3 separate regions of the Zea mays genome follow, and regions 2 and 3 are each linked to region 1. The links are chromatin contacts, called in public Hi-C maps. All regions are on one chromosome and are shown on one strand. The core of a region is the stretch at or near the end of the contact, and the rest is flanking DNA. Distances in the headings are between cores, read along the strand shown. Region 1 holds the start of LOC100283018 (seed maturation protein). Region 2 holds the start of LOC103640318 (putative GTP diphosphokinase RSH1, chloroplastic). Region 3 holds the start of LOC103639157 (blue-light photoreceptor PHR2).

Region 1 (2,819 bases), core at 244-2,743:
GTTCGCATAGAGATTGGTTTTCTGATTATGTTCAGTCTCATGCTGGTGAGGTTGTTATTGGAGATGGATTCACATGTGAGATTATTGGAATCGGCTCTATTTATATCCAAGTTCATGATGATAGTATTAAGAAATTTATCGATGTCTGTTTTGTTCCAAAATTGAAGAGAAATCTTATTTCTTTGAGACTTTAGAAGCAATGGGATTCAATTTTGCTGCTATTGATGGTGTTTTTAAGGTTTCTCGTGGCAATTGTATTATCTTGATGGGCAACCGTTTGAATAATCTATATTATTTGCAATGTTCAACAGTTGATGTTGAAGCTATTTATATTGCGTTCTAGAAGAGAGGTTATTTTGATGATACGAAGTCGTGCTCCAGTTCCAAGTCTAATGGTTCCTTAGACTTGGTTGATATTCAAATTTAGCATCCTAGAGGTGTTTGTGAAACAGTTCCATGGATTTAGAGTTAAGGGAAGATTTGTTAGAATATTACTAGAGGTACAAGATGTTCAGGAACTAATACGTTGCTCCACCGAATGTAGGGGTAGAAACGGAAACGGTAATTTTCGGATACTTGGAATCGTTTTTGAAGTTTTACCAAAATTTAGGTCTAAACAGAAACGGAAGCGGTTACCAAAAATACGGAAACAGAATCAATAGAAAAAATCGGAATCGGAAACAAAAATGGTTTAATTCTCTTCCGACCGTTTCCGGAAATTACCGTTTTTATTCGGTATTTTACCGTCGGTGATAAATTCGGTATTTTTTAGAAAAATATTAAATCTGAATTGATCTTTATAAACTCATAATAAATTCATCTTAGCTTAGAAAAATATGAAACTAATTTTATTATTTTCCTAAAATCAAGATCTATCTAATGGTATATAGTTTAGAATCGTTTGAATCTTTTATAAATCTTATTTATGTTTTCTTACATGTTTTTACTCTTGATACATATATTCATAATTTGCACGAGAACTTAAGAAAGACCAAGAGAACACTAATTATATTGACTGTGACAAGCAGTAAGAGTACAAATAGAATGTAAGTGTCATATCATTATACACATCTTGATTCTACTTTATTTTAATACATATTAATGATTTTATTATAGTAAGACTTATTACTTTATATATTTATTGTGACCTTCTATCTTATATATTATTACTAATTTTATATAAATGTATGACTTGCGTGAACTTTTAAAGTTGATTGAGGGTACAAGTTACAGTTTTTACCGATCGATTTTTAGATTCTAATCGTAACCGTTGTAATTTTCGTACCGAACTTTCGTTTCCGATATTTCTGAATTACCGATATCGTTTCTGTTTTCGGAATTACCGTTTCGATCTGAAAAAATATGAAAACTAAAATAATTTTAGTGTTTACCGATCTTTTCCATCGTTTTCAACACTAGCCGAAAGTACGGACCCGCTAATCATCCAACGGCCTAATTAATCATCACAATCCAGCTTAATTTACGGGAAAACACTGAGGAATGAATAAAGAATGGCGGCGCACTCGTGCTGACCTCGTTCGGCTTCGGTCCTACCGCCGCCGCGTCGTGGGAGGATAATCGAACTGCTTCCCTTCTCGTCTTCCCTAACCTTTCCGTCCTTCCCGGATTATTTCCATCACCAGAGCGTATCGCGTCGTCTCCTCTCTATCCGATTCCGCCCGCGGACCCAGGCTCCCGCATGGACGCTGCCGGCGGGGTGGAGGCCGCCGCCAACGGCGGGATCGAGGGCTCCGCCGACCCCTGCAGCTCAGGCGGTGCCGGCGGGTACAGGCGCTCCGTCCACCAGATCGCCGGCGGCGGGAAAGGTCTGCTGCTCTCCTGCCCGAACTCTCCGCTCCCCGGTTTGCGAATTGCGATAGGTTCTGCGCCCTGTTGTCATGTCCGTGCGATTAGCAGCGCGGATTGGTTAGTGACGTCGTTACGTCGATGCAGTTTTGGCCTTCTCGATCAGATAAGTGCCGTGCTTGTCCCAGCTGTAGTAGATTAGTACTGCAGGATTGGAAAACGGTGGCTCGCGAGGTTTTGATTTGTGCAACTACAACTACTACAAGCAAATGTTGTGTTCCGTGTAGTTCAAAACTTTGGAGTTTGGACTACATCATGTACGGAAGCTACGGTTCTGTGTGATGTGGACTTGTAGCCAGAGAGTATCGTGCTGTTTTAAATGAAATTATAGTTATTACTGTGAACCCAATAGGGCTTGAAATACTTGTGCTGGAATTTGACCTGATAATTGCTGCAACGAGCCCATTTCAAAGATAAGAGTCATGTAAGATAAGAATTGGTAGCATTTGAATTTGGGTCTAATTGGGCTGTAAAGTGCATGGTTGTTGTACTTAATCTCAGATGTTAGTCAATTTCTTTTATCACCCCGCCTAAACTAGTTGATCATCTTAGCTTCAAGTGGTTTGACAATTCATATTTTCTCTGCGCAAGGATTGCTTGCTTGTCATTATGGATGTTTCTAGAGTCTCGGCTGCTCATGTGGCGCTTGCTTGTCACTATGGATGTTTCTAGACTCTCGACTACTCATGTGGCGCCGGCCTATGATGCCAGGTTGCCTCTTGCATTGGCTAGTGCCTGGCTGCGTATGGCACTTTACGATGCATCTTTTGTGTGGAACCATGGTTTGGGGCTTTTCTCGACCAGCAGAGTTAAGGTTCTACTACCTACATGAAATGTCCTAGGGAAGCTTTTACTGGCTGGTCAATTGTAATTTAGAGATGGATAAACGGTGCTACTTTTATGCCCTATTAAAGTGCAGCTGAACATCTATCTGTCTTGTTCCTGCTAATGTT
Region 2 (3,096 bases), core at 144-2,643, 280 kb before region 1:
ACAGCAGTGACCACCACAAGGAATAAGAAATGCTTTTTTCTTGCCTATAAAATTGAATAACTGACAATGAACTGCGCTATAAAGCTAAGCTTTCATGAAGCTGCATGCAATCACTGGAGTTCACGTTTCTAACTCAAGATATATTCTACCAGCATCGACACTGCTTACCAAAACCAAGAGAACATCATATCAGACCCTATATTACTATGAGTTATTCTCCAAATACATTTAACAGAACCTAATAATGGAAAATGCAAAGCTGATCATGCCAGCTAACCAAATAAATGCATAACTTATTTTTAAAGAAAAAATATGCATAGAATTGGATGGTAAAACAGCTTACCAAATAATCGCACGATGAAATAAAAATGCACGGAGAACACACTTTAAATTATTATACTGCATGACCTAGGCTAGAGGCTAGATGGATTGATTTGAAGTCTGATAAGTGATAATGCATTGTTTGCTACCAGAATGATACTACTGCTACTTCAACTCAGCTGGATTAAGTAAGCGAAACACCAAAAGCATATCGATATTATGGCTTGAATAACAGAAACAGCAAGAGAGCAGTGGCAACGCACCGAGTTGTTACTCCGACTTGACCGCCCGCGCCTCCTCCAGCTGCTTCCGGCCTCGGCGTGGCCGCACGAGGAGCACTGCGCGGTGCTGGCGAGCGCGCCCGTGAGCGCGCGCGGCGCGTTCCACGCGCACAAGAGTACGCTGCATTCGTAGGGCCTTCCACCCCCCTTCCACGAGGCGGACCTGCACGAGCTCACGCACTCTACTGCACGCGGGCACCACAAAAGCATCAGACCCTGATGAGGCGGCAATCAACAACCCTAGGCAGCGGAAGGAATCATAAAGCGGGGCAGAATTGTGAAGCCACAGCGGCGAAGGGAACGGTATCTGTTACCGGGCACGGTGGGCGGCGGGGTCTGCATGGCGCGGGGCGGCGCAATCTCATCGGCGGCGCTGAGGCCCTCGTGCGGTCGCCGCCGTCTCCAGTGGACGCGAATCGAGCGCGCAGCTGCAGGGAGCGGCGAGTCGCGTCGAGACCGGGAGAGAGGGCGGGCTTTGCCGAGGGGGGAGGGAGGAAGGAAGGAATGAAGGGAGGGGCGGGGAGGCGGAAGAACTCGAAGAAGGGATAACACGAGACGGAGGCCACACAAAGGCCGCGGCCGTGGTGAAATGGAACAGGAGGGGTGCGGTGCGGGTGCGTGACTGCCTGACCCTCCTGCCGTCTTCGCTGGATGCTCTGTGCTGGTCTCTGGACTCCGCAGCAGCTCGCCGTTGTATTTTCGTCTCGCCGTGCAATTTCTGTGATTTTTGTCTGGTTTCCTGGCCAGGATGGCGTTGGTCACTTGATTCTACTGCCGTGCTCCACTTGTATCGCAGCTGAGCTGCGCCGAAAGCCCGCAAGTCAAGGGCCTCTGCAGCACCGCGGCGCATGCCTTTACTTGTGAGCGTTATGCAATTTTATTCATAAATTTGGTCACGCAGATAAGGTAAGGTACTGTGGTTAGAAAATTAGATTTTAAAAATCTGGACAAAAATTATATCGGAATCCTAGATCTCATCCAAACATACTAGCATTATCAGATTTTAAATACAGATACAGGATCCAATAAATACATCAGATTTTGAATACAGATTTTTTTAAATCCGCCAGGATCCAAATGGGACCTAAAAGCAGGTTTTAAATCGCCATTTTTTTACAATATATTTCTCTACTACTATAAAACACCAGTTTTTTCGGGTTACATGTCGCCCCTTTTAGAAAAAAGTCTATAAACTTGCGGTCCAAACATCAACTTTAATGCACACGTCTATGAGTTTAACGGTTATATAAAAATAAAGTAAAATTATATATAAGTGGAGATTTAAACCTTAGTTGTTAGTTCCACATTCACATCTATCTAACCAACAAAACATATATTTTTTTTATTAAAATCAAGCATACAACATATAGAAAGCATAGCAATGTATGAGCAATTGACTAGTTTTTATTTAATATATTAGTTGTAATGATCGAGAGAATCTTTTTTTTTCTTTGGGGATGAGATGCATGCATGTCTTATTCAATTCCATCCTTTTTGTCCATTCCCCGCTTACTTTTTGAGCTAGGAGGAAAAAATTCCCATGATTACATGGCCATTTCATATACCGCAGCAATCACATGCGCGTGCTAGCATAGATTATTTTTTGGCTGTCGTCATCTAATGAAACACATAAAGAAAAGGCTATTGCGTTGAAAAGAGGATAAAGAAACTTAGTAATCTAAATAATGGGGAGGCTTAGCTGAACCATCCTGTCCGATTCTCCTTGTCTAGACTATAGATCCAGATACTTATTCAAATGTTAAATTTTATGTTTTCTTTTTTCATTATGATTAAGTAGGATATAAATCTACTATGTATTCTTGGTTTAGCATTGAGCTTGTTAAGATTCATAAAAAAGTAAATCCTAAAATTGTTATATATCTTCTCAAATGATGAATATAAAATTTAGATACAAATACAAATTCGGATGATTTTTCACATTTTTCATTGTAGGGAGCAAATAATGCAAAAAATATACAAAAAATATTCTTGTTTTTAAAAATATGCTCAACAACATAATTAGATATTAGCACTAAATTATATATACTAAAATAGTACATTTATCGTATAATTTGGATGTATAAGATCCCTGGCCTATATGGTGCAATCCGCGACATTTGGTTGTCATGCGGTAGCACATCAACACGTGGCCACGTCTGACATACGAATTGTAAGTACCACACCTTTTTTAAAATTTTATTTTATTTCCTTTTTCTCTTTTCCACGATCATATAAGTATATTACTATAATAAGTTACTACAAAATATTACTCCATTCGTTCTAAAATATAGCTCTTTCCAACCCTCTTTTTTCTGTTCACATTTGAATGTATGATAATAAATATAGGCATATATACAAAATACATTTATAAGTTAATTAATGAATGTATGTTTGGTCTAAAATAAATTATATTTTGGGATGGAGAGTATTTGAAAAGAAATCTGCAAAAAAATCTTCTATATTGGTCGTGTTTTGATAAGTTCCTATACGAACT
Region 3 (2,889 bases), core at 305-2,804, 430 kb before region 1:
ACCAGGCAACATTGCCACATGTTGAGCCTCTGCCCTCTGACGGATGGGTAACGTTTCTTCACGTTGAGGAATTATTAATGGCCTGTTGGGCTGAGATTGCTGCAGCAGCGCAGCATCCATTCACAGCCGCACTAGTTCCTCATGCACAAATTTTGCAGTTACAGATGTGCTGAAATCAGAAGCTAACTGGGCCTTAACTATGCCCTGTCAAAGACCCAACATACCCAAAGATATGCCTAAAGGAAGTAAGAAATGGAATATATAGCCAAATTGTAAATGAAAACAAAGCATGCCATAATTAGCAACATCCATCCATTTCTAGGTTCTAGCTGTACCTGTACAATTTACTTAGAAGTACTGAATGCCAGAAACCTTTACCACGTATAGACTATAAAGTGAACTCGGGCCTAAATGTCAAGATGCTGAACCTAGCTGAAGATCTAAAAGCATGCTACAGGAAAAGAAAGTGATCTATGTCTCGAAGCCGACTCACCTGTGCCATGGCTGGTGGCGCAGTGAGACCGAGCTCAGCAAGCGTGGGGATGTCGCCGGGCTCGAGCACATTCTTCATGGGCACGCACTTGACCTCCTCGGGCGCCTCCAGCACCTTTCTGACGTCCAGCCTCTTTACGGCCTCCCTGAAGCCGCCATAGTTGGACGGCATGTCGTCGAGGCGGAAGGGAAGGTCTTCCACGTGGTACAGCGTGCTACCCCAGAAGTACTTCACGTTGATACCCTCCTTCTCCACAGCCTTTTGCACCCTCTCCTCGGTGCGGACTTCGTCCCGTGATACCTCCCCGTGAGCGTACACGGCCTCCGCGCCCGCTGCCCGCGCGAGCTCGGGGATGACCACTTCGGGCCTGCCCACGCGCACCACCAGGTCCCCGCCGCGGGCGCGGAGGCTCCGGCGCAGGTCAGCGACTGAGTCAAGAAGGAAGTTGGCGCGGTATGGGCCCGTTCGGTCGAACCCCGAGGGGGACTTGCCGAAGTCCCGCGGGTCGAAGACGAAGACCGGGAGAAGGGAGGAGGACGCCCCCGCTGCGGCGTGGAACGGCTCGTGGTCGTGGAGGCGGAGGTCGGCGCGGAACCAGACCAGCGTGCGGCGGCGCCCGGAGGCGGCGGGTGCGCCCGAGGGGAAGGAGCGGGAGAGGCCCGGCGTTGAGGAGGGCAGCGGGGAGATGACGGAGTAGGTGGCGGAATTGAGGCGGGTGGGACGGCGGGGAAGGGGCTGCGCGGCGGAGGGGTGGAGGCAGACGGCGAGTGTAGAGATTTGAGTGGGGAGGTGGATGGTGGAGGGGACAGAGGCGAGTGTGGGGGTTGCCGGCGCGCGGATGGAGAGCGCGAACGAGAAGGAGGCGAACGGGAGAAGGCTGGGGTCGTCGCGCGGCTGGGCGCCGGCGTCAGAGTCGGAGGCGGTGGCCATGGTTGGTGGGATGGGCGTATGAATGGGTGGAGGTAGGGATTTGGTGGCGCGGAACAGCGGATGGGGAGTGACTAACTAGTGAGATGTCGGAGAGGTGCGGGTGGGTCGGAGCCTCGGAGGGGAAGCAAGGCGGTGGGAAAGGTGGTGGTCTGGGGTTTTACCAGAATCGGGATCGAACCTATTGTCACTACCATCGTTAACTGACTAATTTTTTTAGTGAAAAATAGCTAATTAACTATTAACTAACTACCAAGATAGCTAATAGTTCATAGCTACGGTGTTTGTATATTTCAACTAATTTTATCCACTAACTATTAGTTTTAGTGTATTCAAACAACCTCTAGCTTATTCGTTGTGGCTTGGTGCGATTTTAGTCTAGCCGTGTCTTCTACAATATTTTGTCCCTATAAATTACACATTCAATATCTTATCTCTATTATATAAACGATGTAGTCTATATACAAACACGGATAAATATATATAGCACGTTATTCTACCATCTTATTATGATCGTTGCCTCGAAACATCTTCTATAGACCCGTTGAATGGATCTGCTTCCAACACAACACATGAATGGATGCAAGTACGTAAACGCCCAAACCATTATATAATAAAGACTACGGACAGTTAAGAGCATCTCTAACAGAGCCTAAAAAATATAGGGTTTAGTCAAAAAAATGCTCCAACAATGTCTCAAGTGATCCAGATATACTACATAATTCGGTGTGCACTGTCCGTTTAGCGCGTCCACAGATCTTTATGGGACGTTTTTCCACGCCATAGCCACCAGAGCGAGAGTCTATTTCATGACATTACAAAAGAACTGGTTGACTAGGACGCACGCAAGCGGGTCTCCGTTCAACCATCAACTGCTTAAATCATTAGCACCAGTAATCTAGCCATATATATACTTTTAGGTAAAATATATTTTCGATCTTTAAACTTGTCATAATGTGTCATTCCGATCCATAATTTAAGCATGCCTTTTAAAATTTTATTCGCGATTTAAGTCTTAGGGGGTGTTTGGTTGCTTCTGCTAAAGTTTAGCTTGAGTCACATCAAGCGTTTGACTTTTAAATATGAGTATGAAATATAGACCCAACCAACTGAACTAGATTCGTCTCGTCTTTTAATCTTCGACTGACAAATTAGTTTTATAATCCGACTACATTTAATACCCGGAACGGAGGTTCAAACATTCGATGGGACATGGGCTAAATTTTAGCGGGGTGTAACCAAACACCCCCTTAGTTAGGTTCAGACAGACCCAGACAGACAGAGGTCTTCTTCCTCGAGTTGACACGATAAAGGGCATGCGCCGGAGGAGCTTGGCAGCGGTAACCACCCCACACGCCGTTGAGCCCGGAAATCTTGGCGCTGGTGCTCCGCGTGCCTAACTGAGACTCAAATAGCCAGAGGATGTAAATGGTCGGTAAAATTCGATAAATTTTCGGTACCGTTTACCA

The links. A called contact is a pair of places that touch in the nucleus more often than the background predicts.
Region 2: a contact with region 1 is called in a Hi-C map of leaf mesophyll, with 2.8 times the contacts expected there. The contact joins the promoter of LOC103640318 here to the promoter of LOC100283018 in region 1. A contact is called at or near these places in 6 of 25 Hi-C or Micro-C datasets (bundle sheath, ear, leaf and 3 more).
Region 3: a Hi-C map of leaf shows a contact between it and region 1, with 6 times the contacts expected there. The contact joins the promoter of LOC103639157 here to the promoter of LOC100283018 in region 1. A contact is called at or near these places in 2 of 25 Hi-C or Micro-C datasets (endosperm and leaf).

What each region holds. Positions count from the first base shown.
Region 1 is chr9:136,744,911-136,747,729 of Zm-B73-REFERENCE-NAM-5.0, forward strand. It overlaps LOC100283018 (seed maturation protein), which reads left to right and starts at 1,494. Exons shown (of 5, transcript NM_001155920.2): 1 at 1,494-1,826. The coding sequence starts at 1,700.
Region 2 is chr9:136,469,744-136,472,839 of Zm-B73-REFERENCE-NAM-5.0, forward strand. It overlaps LOC103640318 (putative GTP diphosphokinase RSH1, chloroplastic), which reads right to left and starts at 1,394. Exons shown (of 24, transcript XM_020543940.3): 1 at 917-1,394; 2 at 585-787. The coding sequence starts at 944.
Region 3 is chr9:136,315,679-136,318,567 of Zm-B73-REFERENCE-NAM-5.0, forward strand. It overlaps LOC103639157 (blue-light photoreceptor PHR2), which reads right to left and starts at 1,555. Exons shown (of 4, transcript XM_020544234.3): 1 at 494-1,555. The coding sequence starts at 1,423.